Regions from separate parts of the Mustela erminea genome. Here region 2 is linked to region 1. Evidence: chromatin contacts called from public Hi-C data. All regions are on one chromosome and are shown on one strand. The core of a region is the stretch at or near the end of the contact, and the rest is flanking DNA. Distances in the headings are between cores, read along the strand shown. Region 1 holds the start of LRRK1 (leucine-rich repeat serine/threonine-protein kinase 1). Region 2 holds the start of CHSY1 (chondroitin sulfate synthase 1).

Region 1 (7,282 bases), core at 3,564-6,063:
AAGGCAAACCCTTAGTCTTTCTGAATATTTCCAAAGCAGCACACACCAGAAAACCTCATATTTAAACTGAAGTTATACATCGGGTTACTCAAACATACTAATGGTGTGACCGTCCTGGATATTCCCCTGTGAAGTCATCACATTCTGACCTTTTGCGCCGACTCCAAACCGCCCAGCTGAGTAATTGGCCAGCCAAGCGTTAGAACACAGTGGCGACAGAATGGCAAGGTGACATGCCTGTTTTATATTCTCCTCTTTTCTGTGATCGCAGTGGTGAGTACGCACTGGCTGAGTACACAGAGGTGAAAACTGTCACCATCAAACTCGATGACAAGAGCCCCTGAAGGAAAGGCGGGCTTCTTCCTCAAACATCTGACAGCTGAATGTGGCAGATCGAACTTTGCCGAAGAAAAAACTGCATTTGCCGTCTTCCCGGGGTTCCTTTGCGCTGGAGACTTTAAATCTACTGGATTTGAATGATTTCCACTTTCCTCTCACACTCCTGTTTTAGTGACCCATCCGTTGTATATGTGGGCTTGCAGTCCCGCCTGGGGATGGAGCTCGGGGCCCTTTCTGTTTCTCCCTTTCAACCAGGTCCCCCTGGGGGACAGTGAAGGGGCTCAGGGCGTGGCCAATGGGAAGTGGTATTTGAAGTCTCCAGAGGTCCCTTAAAAATGTTTGGCCGATTCTGACTCCGCTAAGAACTTGGAAGAACGCCTGGCTTGCTCTGCAAACAGGGCCCTGCACCTGTGGCTTCTCGGGGTTATCTGCCCATGACCCAAGCGCCTCCTACCAGTTAGCGGAAAAGAAACAGAACGAAGTTCAAAACATACGAACAGGATTGTGAGGATCCAATGGGGGGCGCTTTGAGGAAGCAGGTGCCATGGAAAGGTACTGAAGGTCTTGGGTGTGAAAGGACGTGGGTTCTTCAAGGACTGCCTCTTGACATTGACCATGGGACTCCGCTTAAAACGAAAACTCCTTTTGGAATATGACCGAATCAGTGCCCAACATGCTTATCTAAAGCTATGTCACGGGCGACCTTAACCAAGGCACTTTCTTAGGCAGAAAACATTGCTAGTGTCACCTTTGCTGCTGGTGACCTAGTGATGACAGCTTAGCAACTGCATTTTACAAACCAGAGCCATAATTCCCTTTTACAAATTCTGAATTTCTGCTACTTGCATTAACGGTTTATGATCTGCCTGTGTAGCTCTCTATGTCTCCAGCTTGGTGATCTATGTTAGATTAGCAAAGCATACACAACTGGAAAGGCTGTTGCTTTAATACCACTTGGTTTTTTAAAGTCCTATTTTGATATTAATGATTAATTAACAAATAACACCGGGACTCCGTGGAAGAACTGGGTCCCTCAGTACTCAAGTGGCCTGAGGACTGCACTAACATGTTGTGAATGTTTCTTTTCCTCTTTATATCTGCAAATGCTGTGCAATCCCAAGTTTTAAAGTGTTCCCCAGTTGCTTCTAAAACAACAAAACCAAATGGAATTGCGCTGTTTGGATACTTCCACTGTTACTAATTAGTTACTTTTCTGAGGGTGCTTCTATTTTGGAATTAAATTATGTTTGAGAATTAAATTGGGGGGGAGGGCAGTAAGATGACAAACATCAAAACCAGTGTGATGGATAAAAGAAAGTCCTGTATGGAATGGGGTTGTCGTTCTTGTCAGAAATAGGCAATATGCAATTCACCTTCTCTGCATCAGTTAACACTTATCACTTAAACTGTCAGCAACTCGCTAGGTCAGGGGTTGACTTCGTACACTGAATTTTCAGGATTTTATCTCAAGCAACTATAGACACTAATCTTGTTAGTAATACATTAGAGGGTTCTTATTCTCTCATTGTACAATAATGCCTTTATTATGAAATGCTACATTATTTATAATTGGTATAGTTAATGTATCTTTTTATAGTTGTAAGTAAACAGAGGTGGTATATTCAACCTTCTGTAATATACTGTATTTAGAAATGGAAATCTATATAGTAATAGATTTCACTTCTTTTAAGGTTTACTCCTGTGGTATGGTTTCAGAAAAATCTATTGGCCTGGGAATTCTGACCCCCAACTACCGATTGTGTCCGACAATGCAACAATGATAAAATAAAATCGGATATTTGACAAACATTATTTTTTTTTTCATTTAAGGACCAAACTCACTTTAATTCTGCGGCAGACCTTTCTCTTTCTCAGAGCTAATGTACAAAATGGCTTGTCATAAAGCAGTATCTGTGGCTTAAGATTCAAATTCCATTTGCTCAATTGATCAGGCCTCACATTTCGCCTGAGTGTGAAACCCACTCATCTGTGTTTGCCGGTTATGCAGACAGGGAGCTCGGCCTCAAAGGCTCCACAACTTAGCTGGTGAAGTGTGAGCTGTCACCTAAGCTGCCCAAGTGTCCTTTTACTAATGAGCAGGTGAGTCTGGAAAATGGTGGGGAGGATGGCACAGGGGGTTAGAGAAAATATTGCATTCTGCTGCCGTCTGCACACGTTTCCATCTTTGTCACAAGGATCTTGGTGTTTGGGTTTGACCCAACCTTGAGTTTCTAACATGCCTCAGTCAGCAAGTCATGAGCTGACACTGAGGTTGGATCAAGAGCTTCCCTTGTACTCGGTTAAGTCCATCCAGTTACATCTGTGTATTTGATGTTGATCATCCAAGATCATTTTGGCTATGGGGTGACAAGGTGCCCCTTTTTTTTTTTTTAAGAGAGATTTTATTTATTTATTTGTCACAGAGAGAGATCATAGTAGGCCGGGGGAGGGCGGGGAGCAGGTTTCCTGCCGAGCAGAGAGCCTGATGTGGGGCTCGATCCCAGGACCCTGAGATCATGACCTGAGTTGAAGGCAGAGGTTTAACACACCGAGCCACCTAGTCGCCCCTCAAGGTGCCACCTTTTAAGAGAACACTTAAGAGAGGCCTGGATCAGATCTCGCTTAATGTATCCACTTACATAGGTATTCATGTATTTAGAAAACTTTCATTTCTCAATCTCAGTGTGAGCAGAACATTCTAGGAAAATGGCCTTTTCCTTTACTGGTTTATTTATTTTTCCTTTTTTGGTTTACTTATTTTTTCCTTTACTGGTTTACTCTCTGAAGGGAACCATTCTGGGGACACACACTGGCTGTCATGGGTGTGCATGTGGTGGGGGGTGCACAGGAGGGGGGCACATTTTCTCAAAGTGGACCTTATGGAATGTCCTAGCTTCTCCTGGTAGAGGACAAAGAATTATTACTGTCCTGCCCCTAGCATTTATCTGACTTAAGCCTAAAATGCAGATGATAAAGGATTTTTTTATAAACTATCCAGAGAAAAATGTCTGAGGAAACTAAGTTCGCCGCCGAAGAAATGACTAAAAGGCTGTGGGGGTGGGATGGCATGGTAGCAGTCAGCTACTAGACCTTCAGGAGGCAGAAATGTGAGGTGGGGGAGGCAGCTTCCAGTTGATTATACCTTAGGAGCGGTCATTCCAACTGAGATGCTGAGAACCTGGGTACGCAGAGCAAAAGCTAGAAGACCACGAGTCAGCGTTGTTAGGGGAAGTGACCAAGAAGCAGTAGGAAGAGATCTTAACTGACCTGTAATAACCTTCCCGTGCAAACCTGTGACTAACTCATGCCTAATGAATAGAGTTAAATGCTGAGATGTAACCAGCTCAAAACACTCAAGTCGGCTGGTTTTTTTTGTTTGTTTGTTTGTTTTTGTTTTTTTGTTTTGTTTTACATTGGAGACATTCCCTAGCCTCTATTCCCAAACTCTTGAAAAAGGGAAGCTGAGTTGCCCCAACCACATTGGCCACAGGAGCTCCAGCGTCCGCCCGGGCACTGGGCGTGCTCTTCCTCGCGGTACCGCTAGATGGCGCGGCCGCGCGCCGTAGAGGCGCGGCGCAGGGTTTGCCCAGCTCCCTCAGCACTGCGACGCCACGCCCTGCAAATTATTAGGGACTTTTCGGTAGCAATCCCACTCCTGCCTTTTGAGTTCTGGCGTTAGGACCGAAGTATTGAGGACAGGATTGAAAACCGCATCCACCCTTTTGCAAGGGCGTTCCGTGGCAGGAGAGCTGGGGGTCTTCCTGGGAGCAAAGCAAGGCTGCCCCGGGGGTGCCCTAGCCAACCGGCCACTGCTCAGAGTGCCCGCGACGTCGTGCGGGGGTCGTGCGGGGGCCCTGCGTCCGCCCGGCCTTTGTGAAATGGCAGTGAGGTGGGTGGGGATTTGCCTCCGTCTTGCCCTAAATCTCATGTAACGTTACATGAGAAGCGTTTAGGGCGCGGGTCCTGCCAGGCTGCAGAACCATAGAACCATCTGTTTTTTTCTGAGCAGACTTCTCTTTCTGGGGTTGGCACGTGGAGCCAAATCTGAGGGCTGTCCGCAGCCTGGGCGTGCGTCTCTACGATCCGCCTTCAGAGTGGCCTCCGCGGTGTGATGAACATACTTACATTCAGTCGAAACAAAACAAATTGCCAACATCCCATCCTGTCTTACCTACTAAAACAGCCCACACCATTTACAATGATTCACCAAATAGTGACATCTTTATATGTACATCCATAATTAAATACATTCTTGTAACGGGAGGGGCACAATTTGCAAAATACAAAAGCATTAAAAATATGTATTTTTATACTGCCCTATACGGAATTGTACATAAATGAATATCTGCCTGACTTTTAAGTATTTACTGCGAGTCTACACCTAGTACAAGTCAGACGTTAGTCGTTGTATTTTGCCCCCGAGCAGAGCCAAGGGGGCAGTGAAAGCTGGGCTGAGCTGAGAACCGACCAATCTTGTCGCTGCGCCTGCCCCGCCAGGAGCGGGCAGGGTACCCAAACCTGGAGGAGACCTCGCGCTGCAAGGGCCCACGGGCCCCGTCGTCTCCCGGGCAGGAGCGGTGCATCTGGGTACCTCTGGCTGGGGAAACCGAGGCGGGCCACCACAAGGACCCCCCGCCCTGTGCCCGTCGCGGGCCGCAGCAGCCGCGGCCGACCCTCGCCGTGCGCGCTCTCCGCGCCTCCCGCCCGCGGGCCGCAGGATTGAGGAAGTGCGTCTGGGCCCGGCCCGGCCCCGGCGCGCGCGGCCAGAGGCGCAGGGGGCGGAGGGCAGGGGGACGGCCAGGCCCCGGCCCGCTGGTGTCCGCCCCGCCCGGCCCCGCGCGCGGAGCCCCGCGTCCCCGGCGCCCCGGGTCCTGCCCCGCCGCCGCCGCAGCCGCAGGTAAGCCCCCGTCCGGCCCCCGCCCCAACCGGGGGCCCTGGCTGCCTCCTGCGGAGGGTCTCGGGGAGCCCCGGGCCCCCGCAGCCCAGGCTCGCGCTCCGGGCGGTCGCGTGCTCCGCGGAGGTGGCCCTTGCGGGAGGGGTGGGGGGGGTGCACCGAGGGCGCGGGCGACCCCGGTCTCGTGGCCCCGCGGCCTCCCCGGCCCGCGGAGTGGGGGAGGGTGCGGGGCCCGGGAGGGCCACCCCGAAATTCCGCGCGGGCCGCGGCTGGGGCTAGGGGAGCAGGAGCAAAAAAACAAAAGTCGGGAAGAGACACAGGACGTCTCTACCTACGTCTCTACAGACATTTCCTTCAGCCCCGCGCGGGCCCAGTGTGAGCAAGCCAGCGTGCGGGTGAGTGTGTGTGTGTGTGTGTGTGTGTGTGTGTGTGTGTGTGTGTGTGTGTGGCGGGGAGGCTCTGCCCAGGATCTCTGGCCCCCGGGGGCAGGAGGGGGAGGCTGCTTCTGAGGGTCTGCCAAGTGCTCCAGGCCCCCCACCCCGCCCTGCAAAGCCTGGGCCGGGCTTCTGCCCAAGGGACGAGGCTCTGGCAGGTCCCCGTAAAACCCGCCATCTCTGCCACCTTGCCTGGCAGGGGTGCAGAGATGAGTGAGGTCCAGGACAGGGCAAGGAGGGAGCCTGGGAAGGCTGGTGGCCAGAGGGAGATGGTAAGGGAGAATCTGGGGACCTCTGGCCAGCCCACCTTGTCCCTGCATGCTTAGAGGCCAGAAGTTTTCTCCCCAAACACATCGACAGGGTTCAGAGATAGAGAAAACAGGAGCCCCAGAACCTTTTAGCAAGGTTCTCACTGAATACACTCTTTTTACAGTTTGCCAGCCAGTCAGCATTGTAACGAGTTACCCAGACATTAAACAGTCGACTAGACTGACCAAGTATTTTTGCTTCTGTCTGGGAAGAATGAAAAAATTAAGTTACAGACATACAAACCTCACACCTGACTTGTCCCTAAAGGAGGTTTTGGGGTCAGCCAAACATTCCTGCCCCCAAGCTTCCACATCTCAGGGAATAAGCCCATATTCAACTCAGTTGCTCAGTTGCTGGGAATTTTCCTCTATCCTGTCCCCTCATCCCTTGAATTCAGTCTGTTACCAAGTTGAGTTGGGCTTGCCTGTGTGTCTGGGTCCAGCCCTTCCTCCTCAGTCTTCATCCTAGTCTAAAGTAGGAGCACCCATTTCTGTATGATTACAATCCTCCCCTCTCCAGTTCTCTATTTGACATCCAGAGTGATTTTTTTTAAAAAAACAGGTAAATCAGAATGTGTCAGTCCTCTTCTTAGAGCCCTACAATAATTTCTCCTTGTGACTGGCATGAAATATAGGATACCTCCTTTCCCTCGGTTTGTTTGGAGTCTGGCATCATGAACCACATGACCATTGCCCATGTCACCCCACCACAGTCCCCCCGCCCCAGCCACCCTGGCCCATCTCACTCTCCAGCATGTGGTGTCTGCTGTCTTGACCCCTGATTCTTCACAGGGCCAGCCACCCCCCTCTAAACCCAGCCTCTTTTTTACGTCCCTTGCTCAGTGTCCATCTGGGGTCCCCACTGGTATTATGGTCCTTCTTCATTTATTAGCTCTCTCCTTTAACTGCCTGGCACACTCTACTGGAGCTCCAGGGGTCCGAGACCATTTGTAGGCACCAGCATTGCTCACTGCTGCTCTTCTCTGCCAGAACTAAGAGGTGCGCAGTACGTACAGGCACAGGAATCGAATGGCTAATGGACAGGTGTAATTTATGTGTGGTTTCAGACTCATGAAGAACTTCTGTTCCCAAACCCTTGGGTGTTCATCTGGGACTGAGACCTACACATTTCTTGTCTGCAGCTCCTTGTTATTTTGATGTCCATGAATCCATTAAGCACATTTTGGAGACAAGCCAGTAACTGATCAGGGGAGGCCAGTAGTGCCAAAGGGATATTGAAGACTTTGGATCAAGCATCTCTACCACCACACTTTTCATTCAGAAAATTACTGGATAATATGAGCATG
Region 2 (6,776 bases), core at 2,607-5,106, 270 kb after region 1:
TCACACAACAAGTTCCTCACCACCAGACTGCAGCCCAAATCCTAAGTTCTCTAGACACCACCCCACTCTTTCCTTACCATTTTATTTTCTCCATAGTGCCCATCATTAACTCTTTCAGCATCTTGGTTCCCACTAATACAGAAGCGCCACGAGAACAAGCATCTTCACCATTGTGTCCTCGACAGAGTCTCGACACAGAGGACCCATGTATGTATTTGTTGAATAAAGGGATGAATCTTAAGTGTAACTGAGTACTTTTAGGAACCAGGATCACTCCTATGAACTTAACAGCTATGGTGTCTGCTCAGGGCCTATGGAAGAAACTAGCCCTGGTCAGACTCTGATCAGCTACACTTTGAGGTTTGTTGTGCCTGGTTTTTAAAAGCTGTTTCTTGGGGCACCTGGGTGGCTCAGTAGGTAAGCCTTTGCCTTTGGCTCAGGTCATGACCCCAGGGTCCTGGGATCAAGTCCCGAAGGAGATTCCCTGCTCAGCGGGCTCCCTTCTCAGCAGGAAGCCTGCTTCTCTCTCTCTCTCCCTGCTGCTTGTGTTCTGTCTCTGGCTGTCTCTCTCTGTCAAATAAATAAATAAATTATATATATATATATATATATATATATATATATATGTATATACACACATATATAGAAGCTGTTTCTTGCATGCTATCAGCCGTTGCTGCACTGCTAACATTCCTTGGTGGCCCTTCTCCCCACTTCAAGCATTTGGCAGGTCGAGAAAGTACAAGTCTGCAATGATAGGGCTGTTCCATCATTAAAATGCACTAACTTTAGTGCAGACAGGTATAGCTCATTGAATTTCCCAAAGGCTTTAGATTTCCCTTCTGGACCTCGAACAATTACTAGTAGCCAGACCTAAATTCTGATATTTTCAGTACCTTAGCATAAGATTACTAAAAATGCCAGCATCTCCTTACATCCATAAAGCCAAACTAATTTTCTTTGAAAAGAAAAAAAAAATTAGACTAAAAAACATTCAAGTTTTTCTAAAGGTATAGAATGAATTTGCCTCTTAGGAGAGAAGTTAGAACTGAGCACACCCAGTGCCAAACTACAGTTCTACCTGTTAAGATTCAAACCGACTTTTATGCCAAACAGCGTGCAACTTCCATTTTAAGAGCTGAGTGTGGAGTTTCGGCCTGGGTTGCAAAGCACAGCAGAGCCATAATCATAAGTTACACACTGTAACCTCCATCCCAATTCAGGCCTTCCCCCAAAGTTCCTTAAGACTAAAACTGCATTGGGCCATCTCCTGCAAATGGCCTAAACAGAGGCTTGAGGCAGAGGATCTTAATGGGAAAGCTAAGTCCACCCCCAAGCTTCAAGTAATGGGACTTTTTGAGATCAAAAGATGAAAGAGCTGCAGGAAAGCTGACAGATGCCTGGGTAGGATAAACTGTTTCCTCATAAGGGTTTTCCCTTTATCAGAAAGGCAGAGTTGTCACAAAGGAGGAAGAACTGGGGCCAGATGGCAAATTGTGTGTCTACTTTCCATTAAGTGTCCAAAAGAAAATAAACAATGAGATAAAAATCCTGCATCCAAAAAAGATGAGGTAGGAGACTTGGAAAAGGAGACCAAAAATCAGAGTGTCAAGCGTGGGCTTAGGGAAAAGATCATCTCCAAGTGTAGAAGAGTAGGTCCAGTTTGTGTTACATTTTCTGAGTACTGCTGGTGTACCAGGACCCCTACTGGTTTGTCTATACTGACTCTGAATCCATGAAAATATATCTGTTTGGTGGGCAATATAATATTTGTCCAAACTACTTTGATAATCATCTCCAGAGTTGCAAGTTCGCAGGGCTTGTCACCCAATGGCAGTCATGTGGGCTTACATTTCAAAACCATTCTCTGAACAATTTATACAGCCCATCCCTGATTTCAGATGTAGCCATTTCTCTTGGCAAAAAGAACCATCTGCATAAAATTCCAGGTAATTCATGGAGGATCTGGGAGTAAATCTTCACCTGAGGACTCCTAAATCACTAACACAGTCTAATTTTATACTAAGTGACTACATTCTAAGGTTTTTCAGGCACTCAGTATCCTTCCCGGCAGAACCTAGGCTCTGGACTTAAATATGATCCTCACAGAAAGATGCAGGAATGGGGAGTCAATGCACTGAGAGTGCTGCCATTCTCCATTGCTCTTTGTCTTCTTTTTCAATCTTGTACTTCTTCCCTTAGAGGAATAAAGATCCATATATGTTTTTCCCCTCATATCTAATGCCTGCACATTTAGACCAGGATTAAATTTAAAAGCCAAAGTTTCAAAGGATTGGTTATAAATTAAGAACCAATAGGAACCGGGGCACCTGGTTGGCTCAGTGGGTTAAAGCCTCTGCATTCAGCTCAGGTCATGATCTCAGAGTCCTGGGATTGAGCCCTGCATCGGGGCTCTCTGCTCAGCAGGAAGCCTGCTTCCTCCTCTCTCTCTCTCTCTGCCTGCCTCTCTGCCTGTGTTCTCTGTCTGTCAAATAAATAAATAAAATCTTAAAAAAAAAAAAGAAAAAAAAAGAACCAAGAGCAACCAGCTTGGCCTTGCTCAGCGCTGAGGGCTCTAAAGTTCCTTCTCAGAGGACCTCCCTGCGTTGGTTTGTTCTGTGGCTGGATGAATCCCAAATCTTCTCCACATGGAGAGCATTTCTGTACTTTACACATACAAGGTTCCATTAAATCCCTTTACTGGACCCACACCCTTCTCCTACCTCAAATTCACTCCAGCACAAATCTGCCATTCCAAAATCATCACCCTTCTAAAGGTTACTTTGGTTAATCCCTCTGTTAATCCTGAACATGATTCCAGTCACTTTTATGACTCATATGGCCAACAAGGACCCAGATACTGGATAACACACACACATCCCCAAACGGAGATAGTTAAGCCCGAATCTACCATGGGCCAAGAACTACTTTTCCCAAGGTTCTCTTTCCATTAACTCAACAGACTGGTGGATCGAGTATGTAGCTGGCAGCCCCTTGATATCTACAAGTATGCTATGTTAGAGCTCTAACTACATTAACTTACCTCCCCTCTCGCTCTGCAAGAGCAAAGGTACCTATTTCAGAGAATCAAACGATAACCATCACTGCCACTACTATCACAGATACTGTGTCCTAAGAGTTTCCCAACAACCTTTCGAGGGAGGTATGTTCAGTCAGACCTATTTAACAAAGAAGGCGGCTTGGACGGAGAAAGCTGAAGTGCCTTACACAAAGTCAGGCTGAGGACCACACCCACGGGAGCCAACCTGGTCCACCTGACCCCAAAGCCCATACTCTTGGGCGTCGCATTCACCATCCCGCCTCTGACCTCTGTTTCCAATGTCTGACAACCATAGCCCAAGGGGCACCCCGATCCCACACGAACCCCGGGAGCTTGCGGTCTGGAAAGCAGGAAGAGGCTCAAGCCAAGAGAGTACCGGCAGGGCCGCCCACCGGGATGCTGAATACAGGAGTCGGAGTCCAAGCAGCAGGGACTCACTCACCTGTAGGCGGCCACGGCGCGGGTCTGCAGGTATTTCTGGGCGGTCATGACTCCCACGAAGAGAAAGTTACTGTCGCGCGGGCCGCCATCCGAGGCCGGGCCGTGAGGCCAGAGCTGCGCCCCGCGCGCCCCGCTGGCCTGGGAAGCCGCCGCCGCCGCCTGCCCTGGCCGGCAGCCCTCGGGGCTGGCTCGGCGCCGCGGGCCCGCTCGCTTCAGCTCAGAGGCGCGGGGCAGGACGAGCCGCGAGGCCAGCACGAAGCCCAGCACGAGCCCGAGCAGCACGCTGAGCCAGGCGCGCCGGCCGCGCGCGGCCATGCCCGTGCCGCTCTGCCCGCCGGGCCGCCGCCGCCGCCGCAGGCTCCGCGCGCCCTCAGCCCGCCGCCCCCGCCCGCGGAGGCCAGCCCGCCCTAGCGCCTCGAGGCCCGGCCCGGGCAGCGCCGCGGCCGCCGCGGGCCCGCCGCGCCCATCGTGGCCCCCGAGCCGTCCGTAGGCCCCACGCCGCCGCTTTGTTCCGCACGCCCACCCCCACCGCCTCGGCCTGCGCCTTTAAGAGGGGACCATGCCCAGCGCGCGCCGGTGGCGGCTCGAGCGCGACGCGGCGGCGGCTCTTCCCGCTCGCGCGCGAGGGCGCGGGGCCAGCGCGACGGCGACCGCTGTGGCAGCGGAGTCCGCACCCCCGTCCCGCCCCGCCCGCGTCTCTCGGCTGGCTCGGCTCCGCTAGCGCTGCGCCCGCCCCCGTCCTCTTCGTGGCCGGCGCCGCCGCCGCAGCTGCACATCCTCCGGCTTAGCTCGCCATTGCAACAGGAGCCCCTCACGTCACGCACGGCGCGTTATGAAGGGGCCCCAGCGGCGGCGGAGCCTGGCCCCTCTCGGGATCCGTCCGCGCCGCCGGATTGGCGCAAAAGTGAATGGGGGGCGGTTCACGTGGCCAAAGTTTGACAAAAAAAAAAAAAAAAAAGCCTCCCGGCGCGCGCGGCCCCCGCCCCGCTCCGCCCCGCCCGCACGGTCTGCGGCTCGGCCGCGGGGGTGGAGGGGGCGTGGGGCCGGGCTGGGCGCGGGCGGGGGCCCGGACCGCGGCGCCCTGCAGCCCGTTATCCGCCCGGCGACCACGCCCCCGCCGGTCCGCGCTCGGGCTCCTGGCGGCGGCGCCCAGCACCGGCCCCAGGGTGTCCCCTCCCGGGGACCGTGCCCGCCAGGCGGCCCCATCCTGAGAGATGCACTGCCAGCGCGAAGCTGAAGAGGGATCTTTGAAGAAGGGGCTTCTTGGTCCCCGAACTCGGCACGAAGCGCTCGTGCCCTCTCTGAAACTGTCCTCAGATAAACCCCGCTCCCCACGCCCTGCCCTTCAGCCAGGCGGACCTGAGCGTCTACCTTGTCCGCGTCTTCCCGATTCACACTGTACCTTTGTTCCCGCCGTTCTGTGGGCAGGAGCGAGCGCATATAGAATAAACAGTTCAGGAGCCGTTTGAGACGTGCATGCTTGGAGAGTGAACCGTGAATTCACTTACCTGTTCCCTGTCCCTAGTTTCTAAGTTAAAAAAAAAAAAAAAAAAAAAAAAAAAAAAAAAAAAAAAAGGCCATATTTAATGTCCAAGCTCCTAACAGTGCTAGCATTTAATGGATGTTGGAGAAATGGTAGGTGATGTTAATCCTGTGGATGGTAAACACTACTTTTATTTACATTCTTTGTGGGCAGATAGTCGGTTAGCACCCCAAACCTACCTGAATCTTTGTCAATATTTTTACACAGTTCATCCATAAAAATGCAGTGGATTTCTAAGACAGGTTTTGAATAACGGATTCTCTAGGATGGAGTTTAAATTTTATACATTTCCTCTTTAGGGGGTACAAAAAAACTCAGCTAAAGCTACAAAAGCTGAGAAAGTGTCCATACAACAAATGTTTGTATAGAGCAAATATTAGTCTTGTTACCTAGTCGCCAATACGTCGGGGTTTTCTAATGAAACTCCTGGAGAGCAAAGTGTTTTCCTGGGCCTGAGAGGTCCCCTTCATTTCCCCCAAATGAATCCAGGAATTAGGGACAGAAAGTAAGCATGCTTGGGGGTAATCCTTTGGATCTTTCCTTGTTGTTAATATGACCAAATGTTTGAGATAATACACAGCTGAACTTGGTAAGTTGTGGGAGATACAGACACAATCTCTGCAACTGAATGGCGGTCACTGTTGTTTTATTCCTTGGATATTACCACATTCTTTGGCACTTATTATTTATGTCAAAAATAGTCCATTACCCACCTTCCCCACAGACTCCCTCCCTAAGAGGTGATCCACATCTAAAAATAAAATACTCATTATGCAGTGAACACAGGACTCCAGCAGTAGTCTCGGGAAAAATACAGAACATATAACCATGAATTATAGGCTCAAAAACCATCCAAAGGGGTTTCCAGTAAGACCATAAGCCACAAATGCCAAGTAGTCACCAGATGCCCCAAATTCAGCAACAGCCCCATAATTCACAATGATTTCCATAAAGCAGGAATCTGGCAAGACACAGATGTTCGATCTGGTGACATACTGAATGAGTTCAATATTTTCTAACCTGCTTTAAACGTCTCTGTATGTCCTCTTCTAGACTGAAATCTGATGAAAAGTACATAAACATGTGATGAAACTTAACGTTGTAAGGATGTGGAATGTTTTGTCCTCCTCGATTCCTTGGTTCCTACTTGTCCCTGTGCCCCCTAGATCAATAACGTCACCTGCCTCATCTGGGGTCTCAATGGAAGTGTCTCCTTCATGATTTAGAAGACTCCCTGTTCTCCATAAAGCCTGGCCCTGAAGGTAGAGCAGCCTGGACTGGGAAAATAGGACACAGGTGAATTCCTCCAAGGAAAAGCAGAGGAATGCCAGTCCAGGGGATGGTGGGAGGGAGGAGCCAAGGACCTGTAAGTCAGCCAGGGACCCCAGGAGCCTCCATACTGGGTCAGGGGCCACTTCCCTCCATACTGGGTCAGGGCACACCTCCATACTGGGGACAGAGAGGGGAAGCAGCAGCTGAATTGCTGAGGCAATTTTCCTGGGGAAGCTTCTAAAGGTGTCCTACCCATCAAGGGCCCCCTTTGAGGCCTGAATCAGGAGGCAGAGCTATCCTGGGTGGGGATTTCATAGCCGGAGGCCAATGCCTGGAACCAAGGACTTCAGTGACAGCCAAAGACCCAAAGGGCCAAAGAGGGTCGGTAAGTCCAGTATGGAAGCCTGCCTGTTAGATACCAGCCCTGCCAGTCCCTGCACCATCATTACCGGCAAGGAT

Evidence for each region. Hi-C and Micro-C count contacts between places; a contact is called where the count stands out from the background.
Region 2: a contact with region 1 is called in a Hi-C map of spleen, with 4 times the contacts expected there. The contact joins the promoter of CHSY1 here to the promoter of LRRK1 in region 1. A contact is called at or near these places in 2 of 3 Hi-C or Micro-C datasets (fibroblasts and spleen).

What each region holds. Positions count from the first base shown.
Region 1 is chr5:19,927,798-19,935,079 of mMusErm1.Pri, forward strand. It overlaps LRRK1 (leucine-rich repeat serine/threonine-protein kinase 1), which reads left to right and starts at 4,814. Exons shown (of 34, transcript XM_032342214.1): 1 at 4,814-5,236. ALDH1A3 (aldehyde dehydrogenase family 1 member A3) reads left to right here. Exons shown (of 13, transcript XM_032342212.1): 13 at 272-362. The coding sequence ends at 344.
Region 2 is chr5:20,200,752-20,207,527 of mMusErm1.Pri, forward strand. It overlaps CHSY1 (chondroitin sulfate synthase 1), which reads right to left and starts at 3,857. Exons shown (of 3, transcript XM_032342220.1): 1 at 3,504-3,857. The coding sequence starts at 3,817.